2 separate regions of the Sus scrofa genome follow, and region 1 is linked to region 2. Evidence: chromatin contacts called from public Hi-C data. All regions are on one chromosome and are shown on one strand. Each heading gives the region's core, a stretch centred on a gene start, on an enhancer-like site or on the middle of the called end of the contact. The rest is flanking DNA. Distances are from core to core; before and after follow the strand shown.

Region 1 (5,505 bases), core at 378-2,877, 230 kb before region 2:
AAGAGTAAATGATTTTTGGAATTACTTTGTTAGGGCTACTCATAAGAGTTTATACTGACCGTGGGTACAAACATGGGCTATTTAGCTTTTTTCTGTTTCATAGCTAGTGTTCACTCAGACACTTGCTTTTATAAACACCAGGTTTTTGTGACAAGGGAGGTAGGTTGAGAGAATTTAAATAGTGCATACTTACCAATGATATAAAGAAAAAATAATGCAAACCCCAAATCGAGTTGCTCATGTCCATGAGAATTTCCAAATTTGCAGAAAAATCTTTTTACTTTATCTCAGTAGGTCACTCTCATAGGGTTAAGGAAAATCTTAATGCAGTTTCATTATAAATAATGCCTCAACTGTGCTTATAAAAAGTCCCTATTAGAAAGAATTTTGGCTGAAAGGGAAGACTTTTTCAGTTAGATTGGGGCTTGAAATCTGGTTTCTGACACTTACCAGTTAGTTGTGTGACTCTATCCAAATTACGTAACCTTTCTGATATTGTTCCTGCATCTGTAAAATGGGGACACCAGCCAACTCACATCTTTTCCTTTATTAGAGACTAATCTTTTTGAAAAAAGCGTCTTTAAAGAAGTGTCACAATCTTTGGACAGGTATTGCATTCATGTAATAAATTTTTGAATGCTAACTGAAGGCCAGGACCTATGAATGAATGAATTCCTTCTACAGATGGAGCTCATGGTGTAGTCAGATGGGGATGAGGTGAGATGAAGCCCTAATATTAGCAATAGCCTTATTACTATTTATGAACCTTTCCTATTTGGGTTGGGTACTGTTGCTACAAGGTTTACACACATTACCTCATTTTATCCTCACAATAACCTTCTTAGCTGGGTGTCAATAGCCTCATTTTATCCAGGAGGAAACTGAAGCCCAGAGAGGTTACTTTCGTCAGGGTCACACAGCTAATGAGTAGTGGAATCCAGATTGGAATCTATGATTCCCAAATTCCAAAGGCCCTTGTTCTTAACCATCCAGAGGAAAAGGAGGGGGCTGGTGGTGGAAACTGACTGTATTAAACGCATTCTAGGATACAGTGCCTGTAAAACGCGTGAACAATAAGGCGACGAAGGACTCCTTAGATCATTAGCTTCCCTTGGTCCTTTTTTCCTACAAGAAAGTTTAACGCCTTCTCACTCTCTGGATTGACTGAAGAGCGTTACAGAAAAAGGAGGCGAGCTGGGGTCGTGGTCCTCGAGGGCTCAATTGGTGGCCAAGCAGGGCTGGTGCGGCTGATCGCCAGACACAGGCGACCCGTCTCTGGGCCAGCGGTCCGGCCGAGGGTGCTTTGAGGTCAAGCGTGTGAAGTGTGGGTCTGCAGGGCGGCGAGCGAGCCTGTTAGGGCAACGCGAGGGTCGACCAGGAAGGAAGCGAGATGCCATACTGAGAAGCCCCATGTGCAAGGAAAGCGGAAGACTCCGGTCAGGGGTGGGAAGGGGTCAGGCTGGCTCTGGCAGGGGCACCGGCTCCTGTCTGCTCAGGCGCCACGCAGCTCCTCCCACTCTACTCCCGCCTCCCGGTCGGCCCGGCCAATGGGCGGGGCGGGCGAGCGCGCGGGGCGGGGCAGGGCGGGCGGGGCTCTCGGCCTGCGCGCAGGTGCCGCCCGGTTCCCGGCCCGCCCGTTCCGCCGCCGCCGCCGCCGCCGCCGACGTGCGTGCGGCTTGGTGGAGGGGCTGGGCCTGCGCTCTCTCCTCCTTCCTCCCCGCCTCCTGCTGCCGGTAGGACCCGTCTCCCACTGCCGCTGGGACCGCGTGTCACCGTCATCCCCGAGCACGGTGAGGCCCTCAGGGAGGCTGCAGGCGCGCTCCCCGCTGTGTCTTCGACCCCATGGCCCATTGCTCAGAGGCCGGCGTCAGGCCAAGGCCGGATGGCCGGGATGGGGCGAGGGCAGCGGGTGGCGTGGAGAGTGCGGATGAATGAGGCGCTCTTGGACTAGGCCGCGCGTCCCGAGAGCGGCCCACGCCTCACCCGGCACGCCTTGGTGAAAGCCTCCGGAGGCCAGGACGGCTAGTGGCCCGGTCCTTAGTGGGAAGGTGTTGGGTGGTGCCCAGCTGTGCCGGCCGGCCGGCCACCCCTTGGTAGCAGGCCGGGAGACTGGAGAGCCTCTGCCCCTGCAGCTGTGCCTTGGCATCCTGGGGATTGGCTGGGAACAGGTGTGAGTCAAGACCCTGAGGAGGGAACTTAGTGGCCCTCTGGGTCAGGGATCAGAGGCTGGAATATCACTTCATGAGCCGGGCCTCAGCGTGTCACCGGGAGGTTCAACTGGAGTTGTAGTTCCCAGTTTCTGCAACGTTAGCAGTCCCCATGAGTTCGGTTTGCAGCCCTAAAGTGGGATCCATTCCGCACGAGGAACTTGGAGCCAGATCCGCAGGCACCGACAAAGTTTCGACCTGTAAATAAAAAGGGTTAGTGGATCCATTTACAACCAGTAATAGCCAGTGTAGATTCCGAAGATTGCTTTTTAGGACTGATGAGCTGTACCTTCAGTGCAAAAGGTGGAAGAGACTTGTTCGAAAGACCTTGATACCGTTCCTTTTATGTGAAATATTGTGCTTGGGGGCGAAATAGGAAAGAACAGGTTCCAGATTGGGGGGGGAATGGTTTGGTGGGAGGTAACTCGGTTGCTAGTGGTTCTAGAATGGATTTTCTTTGGCTTTCTTAGCTCTGCTCCTGCTTTCAAATGCTTTCATTCGTACAACCACATGTCAGGTTAAGAAAATGTTTTGTGAACAGTCAGGATGGGAAATTGGCAGTTAAATTTTATTTTTGATTTATGATGCCACATATTTTTAATGTGGCAATTTTTCCAGGACTTCTCAGGAATGACTGCTTTGACAATGATCAGAATCAGATTGTTAACAGAACTTTTTTTGTTTTCATTTTTGTTGAAAAATAAAGTGTCACTTTTGGATTGATATATACAATATATTTTATTCTTAATCTATTGTTCAGTAGTGAATTTTGAGTAATGAGATGTGCTTTCGATCGATGGGGATAGTAAGAAGTCTTGTTCATATGTATGTTTGTTTTGACATTTCAGATGCCCCCCAAAAAGGGAGGTGATGCAATTAAACCACCCCCAATCATTGGACGATTTGGAACCTCCTTGAAAATTGGTATTGTTGGATTGCCAAATGTTGGGTAGGTGAATGTTGGGCTTTTATCATTTTTTGTCTTATAAATATTTTGGATCATGTTGTAGAAATGGGCAACTCTGAAGTAATTAAAATTTAAATTGAAGAAAAGAGGCTAGAAAGCTGGAATATTAATATGTTGCAAAATAAGGTTTTCATTTAGATCTTATTTTTGGCTTTCTACACAGATACTGTTGAAACTTGAGTTACTTATATTGTTTGTTTTGCTTAACTCAGGGGAAGAAGCAGTGAGAGTTTACACATCAAGTTGAATCAGATCAGCTCTGTTTGCTTGACACACTGTTGAAAGACACAGTATTGAATTCATGTGGAATTGGAGTAGTTTAAATAGATTTTCGTGCTGGCTGGCTATTTAGGGTACCTAGGCTGGCTACCAGAGGCCATGCAGTAGGATACCTTAGGAAATAGTTTTAAAAGCCTCATTATAAATTTATTTCAATTCTCGGGAGATCAGCCATCAGGTGGCTGAACTTTTACTTGAGAAGGTGACAGTTTTGAACTTAATATTGGAAGTTGCTAGATAAAAGAGTATCTGTTATAAAATAGCTAAATTTGAAAGTTACGAGAACAAAATTTTGAGTTTTGTAATGTTTAAAGTGAATTATTTATTGTAGTATTGCAGTAATAGGAAATATTTGTGGGGTTTATCATGTACAGATCTATACACATGCAATGTAAATGTGCAAAGTCTATTTTTTCATTATTTGTCCTTCTATTTTAATACCTTTTACTGACCTTAAAATATAAAGTGTCTTGGGAGTTCCTGTCGTGGCAGAGTGGAAATTAATCTAAGAACCTTGAGGTTGCAGGTTCGATCTCTGGCCTCGCTCAGTGGCTTAAGGATCTGGTGTTGCCGTGGGCTGTGGTGTAGGCCAGCAGCTACAGCTCTGATTAGACCTCTAGCCTGGGAATCTCTATGTGCCATGAGTGCAGCCCTAAAAAGACCAAAAGGACAAAAAAAAAAAAAAAAAAATGTGTGTGTGTGTGTGTGTGTGTATGTGTGTATATATATAAAGTGTCTCAGGAGTGATTAGGATATACTAATCCAGTATGGATTTATTAACATGATTGGAGGTATTTTGGCATGTACTTTAGGCTTTTAGAGTGGTGGCAGGTAGGAGAATCATGTTTTTTCATGTGTTCTTTGGAGCCTCTGTCATGGAGGATGCTTAGTGAATGGAGCATAGTGTGACCAAGTAAGGCAGTTCTGAAATTCTTGTAATGTAAAACATGACAAGTGTGGCTGTCCTAATTTCAATGTGGAGCTGGAGAGGTTTGCATTTTGAGGGGATTTCCTGCTGTGATATAGGCTGCTTGCAAAGTAAGACTAAATAGAGAGTGGGAATATAAGCAAAACAGATAATTAGGCAAAGTACTGTAGGGTGCTGTCAATAAACTTGAAAGCAAGATATGATCATTATGTATGTTGTGAGCTTTATTGCATTAGTAAGCAAGACATAGTTTTTAGATATTAACTTACTTCTCTTATTCTGGCCTTATTGCAGTCAATGCGGCTTGACTTTAAATGGGACTACTTTAAAATGGGCCATCTTAAGAGTGTTTCCTAATGAGGTTTTTAGCATAGAGCATAACAAAATCAATATATGTGAAAATAACCTGAAATATTTTTATTATTCAGTATAAATATGCTCTTTATGCTTTTAAAATAAATACTCCTTTTGCTTCCCCCCAGTTTTATTGAGTTATACTTTATAAACAGTTAAATTCATTTTAGTAATGAATTTTGGCAATGGTGTTTGGTTATGAACACTCCTTTTTGTAGAATGATCTTACATTACCTAATTGTATCAGGTAGGTTTCTTTGTAAGCAACACAAATTCTGGCTGTTTTAAGCAAGAAGAAGAGACTTACTGGAAGGAGAGCATTGAAGGACACACTGAATAGCTGAGCCTCAGGAAGGACAGGAGCCAGGGTCGTGCTGGCAGAGATGGGTCCACGTGGAGCTCAGCCATGTGAACTGAACTTCTCAGTGTTTCTCATCACCTGCTGCCTCTCCAGTGATGCAGATTTCTGTGTCCAGGAAATCTGACTGGACATGCTACCTCTGGGCTGGGCCCACAAGAAATGGTGTGTAGAGAGAGGGCAGTTCTCTGAAGGATGGGCTGCTGATTAAAAATAAGGACATGTCCTACAGAAACCATCTAAAAAATCTCTTGATTTTTAGAGAACTGGATGAATAAGGTGTGCTTTCTAGTAGCCATAAGATTGAGTACTTAGAGGTAATATTTATAGCTCACACTAGCTGGTATTTACTGGACCTTTTTTTTTTTCAGTCTTTTTTTAAGGGCATCACCCATGTCACATGGAGGTTCCC
Region 2 (5,520 bases), core at 2,734-5,233:
TTCCTGATAGGCAATTCTCACAATAGTAAAGAGTCGGACGGAGCCACTGTCCCTACCCTGGCACTTAGTAGTTCTGTGGCTTTGGGCGCACACAGTGTAAGCCTGTGTCTTCATCCATAAAATGGGGGATAACTGCACTTCTTTAAGGGGTTTGTATGAGAATTAAATGAGAGAGTGCACGTGAAAGCAGTTCACTTGCCTGTCATAAGTCTTCGACAAATATTTTTTTGGATCATGAAGATGTTGCCGCTTCCGTAGGGGCGATCAGTTGTAAGGGCATGGATTCGTGGCAGACCGCCTGGCATTGTAACCTTAATAAAACTTTCTGTGCCTCAGCTTCTCATTTGTAAAATGAGGATAATACCAGTAATTACCTCATAGAGTTTCTGTTGGAGTAAATGAGTTAATATACACAAAGCACTCAGAACAGGCCTAGCATATTGTAAGTACTTACTAACTGTTAGCTATCATTGTATGTGGGGTTTTGGTCTCACTTTTTTTTTTTTTAGGGTCGCACCCATGGCATATGGAAGTTCCTAGGCTAGGGGTCGAATTGGAGCTCTAGCTGTCGCCTACACCACAGCCACAGCAACGTGCGATCTGAGCCTTGTCTGCGACCTACACCACGCCTCACGGCAATGCCAGATCCCTGACCAACTGAGCGAGGCTGGGGATTGAACCTGTATCTTCATGGATCCTAGTCAGGTTTGTTACTGCTGAGCTATGATGGGAATTCTATTATCCCTGTTTTTGTACTTATTATTATCATAAACTAAATCTCTGGTCCTTTGCGTTATCCTCTCCATAGTTGTTGGTAGGCCAAGAATTATGGTAGAAAAATTAAACTGGGTAGTTGAAAAACCAAACAAACATCATGCACCTACAATCCTTAGAAGGAGTACAGCCAAATTCAAATTCATAACTATTTTGATCACTATCACATGCTGCTGACACTTTCTCCTCTGAGATGTTGACAAATGGCTGAGATGAATTACTCGATTCACCTTTGTCTGGCGATGATGCATTTGGCCCAAATGGCCAGCGGCTTTGGGGAAACTCTTTGTAAATCCATCAGATTTGAACATTAAAAAATGATAACTGTGATCAGCCAATGCTGAGGGACCCATTTTGCGAAAAAAAGAAACGGAACCAACACAGTTAGTGACACAATAATTAGGACGCGGGGGAGATGGCTGACAATTTGGAGATGTTTTCTGGAGAAAATATCAAATGACTTACAGTCTGCGGGACATTTGTAGATAATTAAATTGGCAATTTATTGCTGCAGAGTGACAGTTGTGGCCCTCTTCTCTGTGCACACAAAGTCAAACATCCAAAGGTAATTCCCACTCTGTCTTAATTGCAGGATAGAGTGTCATGAAAATTCTTTCCCTCCCGCTGAAAACCTGATGAGTTTTCTCGTCAGGAATGTTAGGATTTTCTCACTATTAGTGTTAAAGTGCAGCTGAAGTTTCTCTCAAGGAAGAGTGTGTGGGGGGTGATGCCTTGAGGGTAGAGGACACACTGGAGTCCCCTCTTCTTTCTCTCGCTCATCTCAGGCCCCTGCCTCCCTCACACCGTCAGGCCACTCCTTGATGCCAGCTTGACATTCTCTGGATGAATATTCCCTTAACTATAGCCACTTGTGAACAGACTTCATGATTTGCTTTTTCCACAAACCATATCGTGTATTTGATATTTTTCTTTTAGTAAACTCACTTCTGAAAAACACGATGCCCAAGTTAGCCTCATCATGACCAACCATATCCCTGAGCCACAGGATTCTCAGGACAATCAGGTCAGTGGACCTCAGCCGGTGACTAGGTGGGGGCCTCCCCTCTCCATAGGGAGAATTCCCCGTGGCCTGGCTGGCAACAGAAGCAGAATGGACAAGGACCTCGAGGGCAAACCAGGCTCTCTTCATGGGGGCAGTTTTCTTTAAATACGATTACACCGGGAGTTCCCGTCGTGGCTCAGTGGTTAACGAATCCGACTAGGAACCATGAGGTTGCGGGTTCGATCCCTGGCCTTGCTCAGTACGTTAAGGATCTGGCATTGTCGTGAGCTGTGGTGTAGGTTGCAGACGCGGCTCGGATCCCACGTTGCTGTGGCTCTGGCGCAGGCCGGTGGCTACAGCTCTGATTAGACCCCTAGTCTGGAACGCCTATATGCTGCAGGAGTGGCCCAAGAAATGGCAAAAAGACAAAAAAACCAAAAAGACAAAAAAAAAAAAAAAAAAAAAAAAAAAAAAAAAAGATGACACTGGCAGCAAGTCCTCATAACATTAAAGGTCACATATCTGTTAACTACTGATGAACATTAGGGTTCCTGTGGTGCCAGAGGATGAAAGGCAAGATCGAGGGTGAAGGTTGTTAAATGTCAGGAGTCTGCAGGGTGGAGGCAGAAACATGGAGGACACCTTGGTAGGGAGCTCAGTGTATGAGGGGGTGTCCCCTAGAGTTGAATATAGGGATTCGGCAGTGGGCACTACCCTGTGGCTTGGTTATTGCCCACTGTAAAGAAGATGGGGTCTTTCTGAGAAAAGGCGGATAAAGATGCCAAGTTGCAAACACTTGGATCCCATCAACATTAGTTTAACTATTAGCAATAGTTTTTTCTGGAACAGAACATACCGAGGGCTCTGAGGAATTCTGTAGTAAAACAACAACAAAGGAACAATGGATTTTATTTGGCTTGACTGAATGTTTCCTAATCCTCAACCACATTTTCACTATTTTGACACCCAATCTTTGAGTCATGACATTCCCTCTTCTCAGATACACTACATGGCAAGCTTTTAAAGAATAATGGTGACATACAAGTATCCCAGTTAAAGACAATTTTGCAGGAATTTTGTGACAGTCCCACAGGTCCCTGGGGTTTCCTTCAGGGTACTGCTAAAATCGTGTTGGGAAATATGGCTTTCACTGCCTTCTTGCTGGAAGTCAGGGCTAAGTTATTCTGTTTTCTTTTCTCTTTAGATTGGACCATAAATCTAGAAAGACTAATAGCTCACATTTGTATGGCATTTTATAGTTTACATTTTCACATGCATTACCACAGTTTCTCCTCACAACAACTCCAAAGGTAGGATTATTCCATTGCATAGATGAAGAAATGGTCTCTAAGAGCTTTAGTAACTCATCCAAGGCCTAAAACTAGTCCCAGACAATGCCAAGACTTAAAGTCAATCTTCTTACTGGATCTTTCTGCATTTCCAACTGATTATTTTGTCTAGACACATACTTTGATTTTTGGTCAAATCAGAATGTTGGCTCTATATTCCTAGGATTTGGGCTTGTAATCCCCTCTCCCAACCTAATCTGCTGTTTTCTAGTGAAGTCTTGAGGATCGCCAGGGAAAGGCACTAACGACGGTGCCAGCACCTCGAGAGACTTGTAGGGACGTCAAGGGGCTCAAATCCCCTTGAAAAGGCCCAGGACACAGGCGAACTGAGCCTGGCTTGGCCCTTTTGCGCCTTCACCTAAAATCTTCCCCATTCTCCACCTTGCCTCAGGGCCGAGAGCGTCCAAACATTTTCTCTAAGGAGTTGCAACTCTGCCTCTAACTTTCCCCGGCCATAGAGGAGGAGTCACTCGTGTGAAAAGCTTGATTTGCCGAAAGAGCCTCCTCGAAACCCCTTTACGCGACTTTAACCCGTTTGGCGAGTGTTCCTGGCCCAATTTGCAGATTCGGAGTCGGAAGCGCCGGGACACAGGCGACCAGCGCGGCCAGGGCCTCAAGTGCCACGGCTTCCAGGGCTCCCCCTTGCCCGCGGGGCGCGGGGGAGGAGGAGAGGGAAGGGGGAGGAAGCGGGAGCAGACCTGGCAAAGAGAAGAGGGGAGGGGAGGAAAGGAGAAGGAGGGAAGAAGAGTGGGAAGAAAGTGGGGGTTGGGAGAGAGGAAGCGCGGAGCGGGGCGGGGGAGGCGGAGCGGAGGGGGCGGGGGAGGTGGAGGGGGCGGGGCTGAGGGGTGAAGGGAGGATCCAGGCCCCGCCCCAAGGCTGGGGGAGGCCTCGGAAGTCGTGCGAAGAAGCCGACCAGCGGTCGCTTACGTCGAGGAGAGTGCCAACTCCGGTTTCCCTCGTGTCCCCGGGAGGTCTGGCAAAGAGCCGGAGGCGTCGCGGCCCGGGGAAGGGGGCGGAAGTCAGCGCCGAAACCGCGGAAGGAGGGACGGCTGGCTGAGGCCCCGCAACCCCTGAGGCGGGGGGGTGGTTTAGATGTGCTCCTGCCTGAGAAGCGGGTGTGAAGCCAGAGTGTGGCCGCAGTGCTGTCTACAGAAAGCTGTGGCCAAGAGCGCCCCTGGCTTCTGGTGCTCCCAGGACTGAAAGGCGGGAGCCTGATGACCCGGGGTTCGGTGTGACTACTCCGATTCCCCAGCCCGCACCTCCAAGGGGCTGCTGGTTCTCAAAGCGCGGTCCCCAAGTGGGAAACTGGCGAAGTGCTAAGGTGTGTGTGTGAATGCGAGCATGTGCATGAATGCGAGGTATGTGAGCAAGGGTGTGCATCCATGAAGGAAGAATGCCTTTGTTCCAGGAACCTCTTTCCCCAAATCTCTACCGAGTGGTGGGGTGAAGGCGAGGCCGTTTGTCCGAATTGAGAAAGCTAGGAGGTCCCCTGGGAAGCCCCATCTTCCAGTATGCCCAGAGAGCTGAGCATCTTGAAGAATGGTCCACACAGCTGGCCTTCCTTCCTGTCCTGCCCGTGGTGATCTCCTGGGGAGCCTATCATTGAATAGTGATATTTATTGCATTTGTTTTCCCTTCTTGGCTGTTATTCTCTGCTTCCAAACCCAGGTCACAAGCTCATACTTTCTGTTAACACTTGGTTGGATGTTTCCACTTATTCTTTGACTCCCTTGGGCTTTTGGACATCTTGTAGAAGGCAGTACTAAGAGTCCAACACTGGAGACAGACTTTGTGGGGGCTTTGTTTTGTTTTATTTTGGTGGCGCCTGCGGCATGTGGAAGTTCCTGAGCCAGGGATGGAACCCGAGCCACCGCATAGTAGGATTATGAATTGTTTTTTTTTTTTTCTCTCTCTTTGTGCCTTTTAGTCCTTTACAACTTTTCTACAGTCAGCATGTATTACTCTGTTACTCAGGAAAAGTACTTTATATAATTTAGCTCATAAAAATGATCACATTTTGAATATTTAGAGATGGAGGGGGAAAAAATCCTGAGAATAAAACAATAGCTTTCCTCTAAGTTTTCCTTTTTTTTTTTTTTCTTTTTCACAGCAGCAAATCTTTTCTGTTTTCTCTTAGAAAATCAACTTAGTTTGAAGTAGAAAGACATTTTGTTTTCAGTGACCAGAATACCTGTTTTGCCTATTTAGGGACTTCCTTTGAAGTATCAAGATCCCAGGCAAGGAATGAAAATCATAGAAGGGTTTATATTAAATAATAAAGACAAAATGAGCAGAATGATCTTAAAGGTTGTTTCAATCAATCTGTAACAGTCTAGTGAAATTTGACCTTTCTAGTGATATTTTTTATACCAGTGCCTGCTTGTATTACTGTAA

Evidence for each region. A called contact is a pair of places that touch in the nucleus more often than the background predicts.
Region 1: a Hi-C map of liver shows a contact between it and region 2, with 5 times the contacts expected there. The contact joins the promoter of OLA1 here to the enhancer-like site in region 2. A contact is called at or near these places in 1 of 5 promoter capture datasets (fetal liver) and 2 of 47 Hi-C or Micro-C datasets (heart right ventricle and liver).

The regions. Positions count from the first base shown.
Region 1 is chr15:80,249,898-80,255,402 of Sscrofa11.1, reverse strand. OLA1 (obg-like ATPase 1) reads left to right here and starts at 1,627. Exons shown (of 12, transcript XM_021076152.1): 1 at 1,627-1,790; 2 at 3,056-3,156. The coding sequence starts at 3,056.
Region 2 is chr15:80,024,479-80,029,998 of Sscrofa11.1, reverse strand. No RefSeq gene overlaps it. Among named protein-coding and RNA genes, the nearest start is that of SP3, 37 kb to the right of the region's middle. Within about 2 kb of position 3,983, at least 70 of the 83 cell types and tissues checked have an H3K27ac peak or open chromatin away from gene starts, as enhancers often do. A contact at or near this core is called in fetal liver and liver, where this site is marked.